3 separate regions of the Ovis aries genome follow, and all the other regions are linked to region 2. Evidence: chromatin contacts called from public Hi-C data. All regions are on one chromosome and are shown on one strand. The core of a region is the stretch at or near the end of the contact, and the rest is flanking DNA. Distances in the headings are between cores, read along the strand shown. Region 1 holds the start of GLUL (glutamate-ammonia ligase). Region 2 has its middle 150 kb from the start of GLUL. Region 3 has its middle 6.8 kb from the start of ZNF648.

Region 1 (2,700 bases), core at 19-2,518, 150 kb after region 2:
CCTCACTCACCCCAGCCAGGTAAGATCAAAGGTATCGATGATGCCCTCCTTGGCCCTTCTCCTTTTGGAGTGGCGTTCGCGCCTCTCGTGGGTCTCCGGCTCTCGCTGGTCCACGCACCGGAGCTTTCTGGGCGAGGGAGACGGAGAGGGAGAGGGAGTCGAAGCGCGGTCGGAATCGCACCGGGTGGAGCAGGAATACGAAGGCTCCTGAGTCGACTTGATCTTGACTCGCGGTTTCTCTCCGGCATTCACCGAGTAGGCGACGAAGCCGAAACAGTTGGAGGGGGACCCCGAGGACCGAGATTCCAGGTCGTCTTCATCTTCGTTCGCGTTCTTCTTCGCGGATTTGCGGCCGGGGGAGCATCCCCGCTTCCCGCCCCCAGGGTAGTTGGGAAAATCCACTTTGAGAGCAGCCCTTTCCCACTGAAACGTCCCAAAAGTCGGCGCCCCGCCCCTTGGGCCCCCGTCTGGATCTCAGGGCGTCGCCAAGGGGGCCATACCCCTCCAAGGCCGGGGCGGGGTGGTGGGGGGGGCGGCAGCTGGGGAGTCCGCCGGAGGGACAGCGCGCCGCTGCTGCCCCTGTCCGGCCAGCCAGGCCTCTCCACCCGCCGCGCCCGCCGGCCACGCCGCGCTCCCGGGCTCCCCATTGTTCAGTCACAGGGGTAGACCCCGCGGCGGGAGCGGGCGCACCACCGACTCTCCCGGCACCTGGCCTCGGCGCAGGCAGCTAACCGCGCCCCGGGGCCCGCAGCCGCGGAGAAAGAGGGCGAGGCTCGCGCAGGGGGACCGCTCCATCCACCACGCACGCCCCACGGCCGAGCGGGCGGCGCCGGGCCGAGCGGGCTCCTCGGCTCGTCCTGCCCAGCGACCTCCAGGGGCGGCGCTTCAGGCCGCCAGCAGCTGAAGGAAGATCAAAACAACTCCCCGCCCTCCGCGAAGCCTGGCGCCCCACCATCGCCGACCCAGACCCGCGGGCAGCGAAAGCAAGCAGGAGCCCTCCCCTCCCCCTCCCTCCAGGCCGGGGTGCAGAGTAGGGCCAGGAGGTGGGAAGAGGCCGAGACGATCGGTCAGGGAGCGGCGGCCGGGCCGGCGCGGCACACTTCCGAGCCCTCTTCCCGCCCTCTTCCCCGGGCCGGCTAGGTGCTTACCTAGGCGCCGAGCAAAGCGGCAGGGCGAGCAGGCGGCGAGAGCGAGGTGAGGAGAAGAGTGGCGAGGAGGACCAGGAGGCGCTGCTTAGACAGCCGGCTCTTCTCCCATTCTCCGCTCTGCAGGGCGGCCCGCCGCCCCGCACGCTTTATCGGCGGCCGGGGCCGCCCCCGGCGCCCTGATTGGTTCCCAGAGGCCCGGAGCCCGGGCGGATCAGCTGATGCACCGTCCCGGCACCACGGCCATTGGGCGAGCCGCCGAGCGGGCGCCGCCGGGTGGGGGCGAGCGGACCCGGGAAAGAAAGAAAGGGAAAGGGCGGTGGGGGAGGGGACGTGGGGGGAGGGGCGCGAGGCAGGGCGGGCCGGCGGCGGGCGGAGGGCCCGGGGCCTGCCGGGAAGGACCCCGCCGCCGGGGCTGCAGCGCGCCGCCGCGCCGCCGCCCGCCTGGCCCCGGGCGGTCCCCGCGTGCTCTCCCCCGCGGCGCCCCCAGCTCAGATATTCTGAGGGAGGATTCTTTTCCCAGGTCCCACTGCACGCCCCAGAGGAAATTCCAACCCACAGGCACCAGCTTTTGCCTTTCGTTGTTAGAGAACCTCCACTCCCTTGCCCGGCCCTCAGGTCCTGCTTGAGGTTCGGGGGGGGGCGGGGGGCGCAGTAGCCCCGGGCTCCCCGGTGCCTGGGCGGGCCTCGGAGGGGGCGGCGCAGACAGGGGGCTGCCGGAGGTAGGCCGGAAAGAGCCCCCTGGCCGGCCCCCTCGGCGGGTTTGGGGATGTGACCTGGAGTCTCCCATCTCCCGTTTGTAGTGAACGCGCGGTGTTTTGTCTCGTTGCGTAGAGAGGGTCCCTGCGGGCGGAGACACAGAGCCGGCCTCTGCCACACCTGAGGCAACTCTGCAGCCTCTCTGGACCCAAGTTCCCTTTTCTGCAAATCAAATAAAACGGTTCAAGAGAGGACCTTTAGAGCCGCGCAACAGATTTGAAATCCTCTGTGCGAACTGTTTCCCAAGGACAGCTGACAGGGGATTGAGGTCTTGGCATCTCCCCCTGTGAAACCTAGGGTACGTCAAAAATTTAAGTTCTGTCTGGTGTTGCTTTTCATGTAATTTATTGAACGTCTTTGAAATCTGGAAAACGAGAATCAGTACCCCTTCCTCTTCTCTCCTCAGAGCTGTATTAGGATAGTTGAGAAAATGTGTGTGTGAACAAAGTCTTGAAAGGGATGTTTGTCAACAGATACACAATTTTATATATATGTATACAACACACATAAATATAATGTCTTCATTGCTACCAGTGATAAGATTTAATCATACTGTTTTTATTGCCTGAATCCTCCTGACGGTGTCTAGCCTTTATCGCACCTTTCGAGAGCCCCAGTATATGAGATTTTCTGTTTGAAAACTAAGAAATCATGTTTCTTTGGAAGAGGAAGGGAAGAAGTTTGCTCTTCTGGTTATTTTTTGTACCACAAATATGGAAAAGAAATGTTGCCTGTGACCACACACATAACTTGGCCTCTTTGGTCAACATCCCTCCCCTGTGGGAGTGTGGCTAAC
Region 2 (2,700 bases), core at 129-2,628:
AGGGGGATGCTGAGGTCTGAGAGGAGGGCCCCAGACCTAGAGCTGTGGGGCTGCAGTCCCCATGCAGGAGTGAACACACACACATAGAAACACAGTCACACACACAGAGGGAAATAGACATACCCACCCAACATCACACACATAGAAACAGACATGCACACCACAAATACACATACAAATATACACATAAAGGTGCACAACACATACGCAAGCCTATACACATACCACACACCCCTCCACATGCAGAGGTTCACCAGGTACACAAACACACACCACACCCATCACACAACCCTCCACGCACCTCACCACACAAAAACAGACAGTCACATAACCACACATACACATACACACACACAGACACAAATATACATACCTCAAGTAGATACATACACACACACCATACCACACGCATGAACATACACCACACGTGCACAGTACACACATGCTCACATATAATGCACACAACCCAGATTTACACTCACAAACATATACAGTGAACACATATACCACATATGTAATACACGGGCACGAGCTTCTGAAAAAGTGCCTCACTGCAGTTTAGCCATATCACAAAAGGTTTAAGGTAATAGTTATGTGGACTGTGAATATGGGAGGTATGTATACAAAACAGTATCAGAAATGAAAAAGGCAGCAAGAATGGTAGATATGCTAGGATGAAACCCAATGATACATGTGCCTGGCAGGCATAGGGACAGGAAGACAATGTAAGCAGTGCAAATAATTTATGTTTAGTAAACTTTGAATAGTTTACTGTGAATGGATTTAGTTGAACAATAAAATTTTTCCAGTAACTACTCTTTAGCCCAATATATTCACTATGTGGCCAGTGATATTTCCACGGGGTAGGGTCTGGTTGGCTTCTAGCCCACCCCCTCCCATTCCGAATGTATCTGTTGTTAGGGAGACAGCCACCCAGAGCCCCTGTAGTGTCTGGTTGATGACAGAGCTGGCCACCTACTCCCTCTTGCCACCCACTCCATCTTGCCACCCACTCCCTCTTGTCCTTCCCAGCTCCCTCCCTGCCCTGCCTTTCTTGGCACAGCAAACACACAGGGAAGTTCAGGGATTTGGCGTTGACCTTAGTGAGACACCAGCTTCCCATAGTCCTGATTCCCCCAGAGCTACAGTTTATCTATGTGTGCCTAGGGGGCGCTGAGGTCCAGGAATTGAAAATGTCAGAAGTTCCCTCTAGTATTTCTGAGACCCTGTAGGGAAGGGCTGGAAGTCCCAAAGTTAAGGGCCTGCTGATGAGAATGATGGCTGAGGGTCGTTGAGGAGGAGAAAGTGGGCTGGTTGTAAATATACCTCTGAGACCCATTGTTTCATTGAAGTTCACATCTAAAAGGGATCATACATACCATCAGGTGTAATCTCTGCATTTCTCAGAGGTAGAATCCAAGGCCAGAAGAGTGAGTGATATGTTTATTAAGACTAATTAGAAGCAACTTGATAATAAGAGATGCCCTGTTCTTTCTGATGGAGCAAATGGTTATCATTTTTATCTTCCTGTTCCCTTGTATTGTTTCATTATTCAGCGTAGGTGCCAAGATACTATTCTATATTCAAGATTTTATTAGAGAAACTAACCAATTAAATATACTTTAAGACTTTACATTTTATTAGATGAATGTAGAAGAATATTATATAAAAGTCATAAATCAGTTGTTTAATGCAAGCATATCCTGCTTTAAAATAGTTCAAAATCCAAGAACTCAAAAGTGTGATTACTTCATGACAAAACATATCATTAAGTGTTTGGTTTTTTTTTAAATAATAAGTTTCCACTATATATTTCAACACTGAAGTTTTCAGGGGAGAAAGGCATGTAACTCAAGAAAAATGATGATCAGTTTATATGTAGTTTTGGCATCCTATCATAATTAATTCTCAACTGTGTGTTTTTACTACGTTTCACTAAACAGCAAGAAATGGGGAAGATATATGGATTAGCGATGTAATCCTACACTGGCCTCTACTCCCATGGTCTCACATGAGTGTGTGAACCTTTGTGAGCTCCAGCTTCCCCTACTAAACAACAGGCTGGGACCAAATAACTATATGGGTGCCAGTTAGGATGCAAAGAAGAATGAGCCTGTGGTCAGACATAAAGAGTCAGACCACCTGGAGTTGGTTCATCTCCATCTTTAACTCTTTGAGGAAGTCACTTACCTTCTCCAGACTGTGGTTCTCTTTAGAGTTTAAAATGTGTGCTATCCACCATGCAGGGCTGTTAATTCTACAAAGAATTCATGGCATCTGTCTGCCTTAGGGTAACATCTTAGGGGTATGGTAGTAAAGGACATGACCTTGTGCTTCCACAAAAGGCCTTTTGCTGTCAGTGTGGAAAAGATGAAAGCCACCTGGATGGAGGAAGCCCTGAACCCACACGCCTGCCACCATTGCAGCTTTTTGGAGTAGATTTTTGCCCCACTGTGGTTTAGCTTTGTTTTGCCTTCTGTTCATTGGGTTTTGCTTTTATAGATGACTTTATTTTTTTCAGATTCATTTTTCACCTGACTGTTCCTCCTTTCATGCTATTATTTCCTGATTAGGTCATTTCCCCAAACTCTCCTCTCTTTCCTCTGGCTAATCCTCCAGGGCTCAGCTTTCCTCATGGAAATTTTTCTGAATCATTGCCACCCTTCTATTTGCTTTCATAGTACCCAGCTCTTCTTCCTA
Region 3 (2,825 bases), core at 210-2,709, 150 kb before region 2:
GGGCCTGTGGGACGCGCTAAGGGTGATTATTTGGTCTTTAGAAGATATATGATTCTTTTTCTCAAGGATTATGAGCAGAAACAGAACATGATCAAACGTGGCCCACACTGTGTTTCACCCCAGGACAAGTTCAGAGCTGGCATGCAGGAGCCAGATGACCCCAGCCTTCTGGGGCACAAAACAAGGCCAAGTGCTGTCCTGGGGAAACACATTTGACTGGGATTCTGCAACCACGGAGCCACAGAACGTCCTGGACAGCTGGCCTCCCACCCACCACCCAGACGGCTTTATTAACCAGCTCTTCAAAAGGTCCGCCTTCTCCATTTGATTCCGGTGCCGTGTCTTGACCTTCTTCGTACCTATTATCAGTAGCATCTGCTACAGACCCTGGTGTGCAGGAACACTGAGTTCCTTTGTTTTCTCACTGTGGTTTGAATGCATATCTCTCTATTTCTGATCTATGACAAGGTCCAAGAGTCCCTCATAGGACCAGTGGATCTGGTCCTTGGACACTTGTCTCTACAGGTTACCATGGAGACAGCTGGGGCTCACAGGTCTGCAGATTCAGGGATCCTTCACTGCCATTCTCGGGACCTGAGAGTTCTTTGCAAGGCTGGGAGGGCAGAACATCCTAGAGCCTTGGCCGCTTCCCTCTGGGGCCTGATGAGTCCCTGGGGTGCTGCAGGGCCAGGTTGGGAGTGGTTGCTGGGAGCCCTTATCACATCGGACCAGGAGAACTCTGCAGAGAGGAGAATCTTTCTCTGCCTCCTGCTTGCTCTGGTTATACAGCTTCTTCCCTCAAACCCAGGCCTCTCTCTTGTCCTTTCACACCTAACCTGGAGGCCCCTAAAACTCCAAGTCTAATCTCAGTAACTGAAAAACTTGTTTCCCTGTCTCATAATCTTTAAATTTGTCAAGAAATTGAGGAGAAATGCTAGCATTCCATCCTTTTGGGGGCAGCCAAGAAATGGATTAAAAATAAGACAGTTCAGTTTCTATATTCAAATAGCCTAGCTTGCTAGCCCTGTTGCCTTGAATCTCCTCTCCTATTTTCCACCTGCCTGTCTCCCACTTACTCTCAGCTCAGATGTCACCTCAGATAGAAATAGCGCATATTCATGAATCATCCTCACTTCTCAAACTCTGCATTATTTGCCCCTGTCTGGCCAGCCTGCAACTGGCTCGTATCAAGTAGGTACTAGACTGAACGGAATTCCGGGCAAGAAGGTGGGTCTGCAGAATCTGCCTGTTGACTGGTGGTTGCCCAGAGAAGATGGGCTTAGATGAGAGGCACCAGAAGAGGTGCAAGATTGAGGGACACTAGTTCTCAGAACAGGACATTCAAAGACAGAATAGGAAAGGGAGGGCATGCCCACATCCCCTGGCTTCCCCACCTCTGTTTACACCAGGTATCTGAGACTAGGAGACATTTCTAGAATGGACCAGCAGGTGGCAGCCTTGCCCCTCCGATGAGGGACTCCTTTCCCCAGATTAAGCTACAAGACATCTTGCTGTGGGAGGCAGCCCCCAGGGGGCCTTCTCTAGACCAGTCTCAGGGTGATTTGAGGCACAGACAAGGTCAGGATGCCAGCAGCTTTACATGCAGTAGGATCTGAAACCATCTGCGGATCCAACCTTATTCCACACTTTCTTAGATCTACAGGTCTTGTATGCTTGTTTAAAAAAAAAAAAAAGCACAGGTGTCACCCAAAACTACTAAATCATAATTCATGGATGTTCCCTGGGAAACCCCAGGTGATTTTGCCATCAGCAGACCACATTCTCATTTGCCTGATTTGATTCCATAGGCCAGCCCTTCAGTCACAAAATTGACTATCAGTTAGGAAGACCCAGCTCAGCTTACCGCCCACCACTCTGCCCAAGGCACGAACTTCATCAGGGAAGACTGAGCAGATATTTCCAGGAGCTGCCTGCTGGTGAAGGATGAGCAGTGCCCTCGGCACAGCCTTGTGCTCCCACTGTAGCCCTCTCCCTGCCACTCACCTTGTTCTTGACCTGCCTTGGCTCAGGCTGCGGCCAGAACCCAGCCCCTCTCACCACCAGCTAAATGTTAACCCCATTGCAGGGCTTGTTGACAAGTCTGCAGAAACAAACAGTTTAGCAGCCAGCTCCATCGCCTCTCGGGTAGGTGGTTATTTCCAGCACATCCCAGGAAGCTGAGGCCCATGGAGGGCATCCTGGTATTGATCAGGGGCCCACGTTGCATGGAAATTCTGGGCTGGGGAGGGCGGGGTACTGACTTTGGGTGTTCACAGCAGGAGACCACACTGTTGCCGCCACTTCCTCCTGCAGCTATTCCTGGCACCCCTCACCCCTGCAAGTCACTGCTCCCAGATGGCCCTGGGCACAAAGCTGCCAGTGTGGGGAAACTCTCGAGGAGGGGAGCTCAGGTGTCAATCAGCCAACCTGAAAGAGCTGGCCTGGTGGAGACCCACTCTGATGGTGCCCTACATTGCCATCCACCACTTCCTGCCTCCATGCCTTCCTGCTTCTCCCTCTGTTTCCTCCTAGACTGCCCCTGCCACCCAAATCCTATGTGCTTCAAGGATGTCCCTGGTGGTCCAATGGTTAAGATTCCACGCTGCCAGTGCAGGAGACCTGGGTTCGATCCCTGATTGGGAACTAAGATCTCACATGCCCTGCAGTGTGTGCCAAAAATTAAAAAGAAAAAGAAAACAAATGCTATGTGTTTCTGAAAGTCACTCTCAGATGCTGCTTGTGAGGCCTGCGTCCAGCCTCCCTGTGGTCTGTCTTCCTGCTCCACCCACTGGGGCACATTCTCTGACTCTCCCTTGTGGCGCCAA

The links. Hi-C and Micro-C count contacts between places; a contact is called where the count stands out from the background.
Region 1: a Hi-C map of hypothalamus shows a contact between it and region 2, with 5 times the contacts expected there. The contact joins the promoter of GLUL here to the enhancer-like site in region 2. A contact is called at or near these places in 7 of 16 Hi-C or Micro-C datasets (blood, hypothalamus, muscle and 2 more).
Region 3: a contact with region 2 is called in a Hi-C map of hypothalamus, with 4 times the contacts expected there. The contact joins two enhancer-like sites. A contact is called at or near these places in 2 of 16 Hi-C or Micro-C datasets (hypothalamus and liver).

Annotation. Positions count from the first base shown.
Region 1 is chr12:62,922,289-62,924,988 of ARS-UI_Ramb_v3.0, forward strand. It overlaps GLUL (glutamate-ammonia ligase), which reads right to left and starts at 1,269. Exons shown (of 8, transcript XM_060396185.1): 1 at 1,149-1,269; 2 at 11-369.
Region 2 is chr12:62,771,278-62,773,977 of ARS-UI_Ramb_v3.0, forward strand. No RefSeq gene overlaps it. Among named protein-coding and RNA genes, the nearest start is that of GLUL, 150 kb to the right of the region's middle. Within about 2 kb of position 1,379, at least 13 of the 54 cell types and tissues checked have an H3K27ac peak or open chromatin away from gene starts, as enhancers often do. A contact at or near this core is called in hypothalamus, where this site is marked.
Region 3 is chr12:62,620,187-62,623,011 of ARS-UI_Ramb_v3.0, forward strand. No RefSeq gene overlaps it. Among named protein-coding and RNA genes, the nearest start is that of ZNF648, 6.8 kb to the left of the region's middle. Within about 2 kb of position 1,460, at least 9 of the 54 cell types and tissues checked have an H3K27ac peak or open chromatin away from gene starts, as enhancers often do. A contact at or near this core is called in hypothalamus, where this site is marked.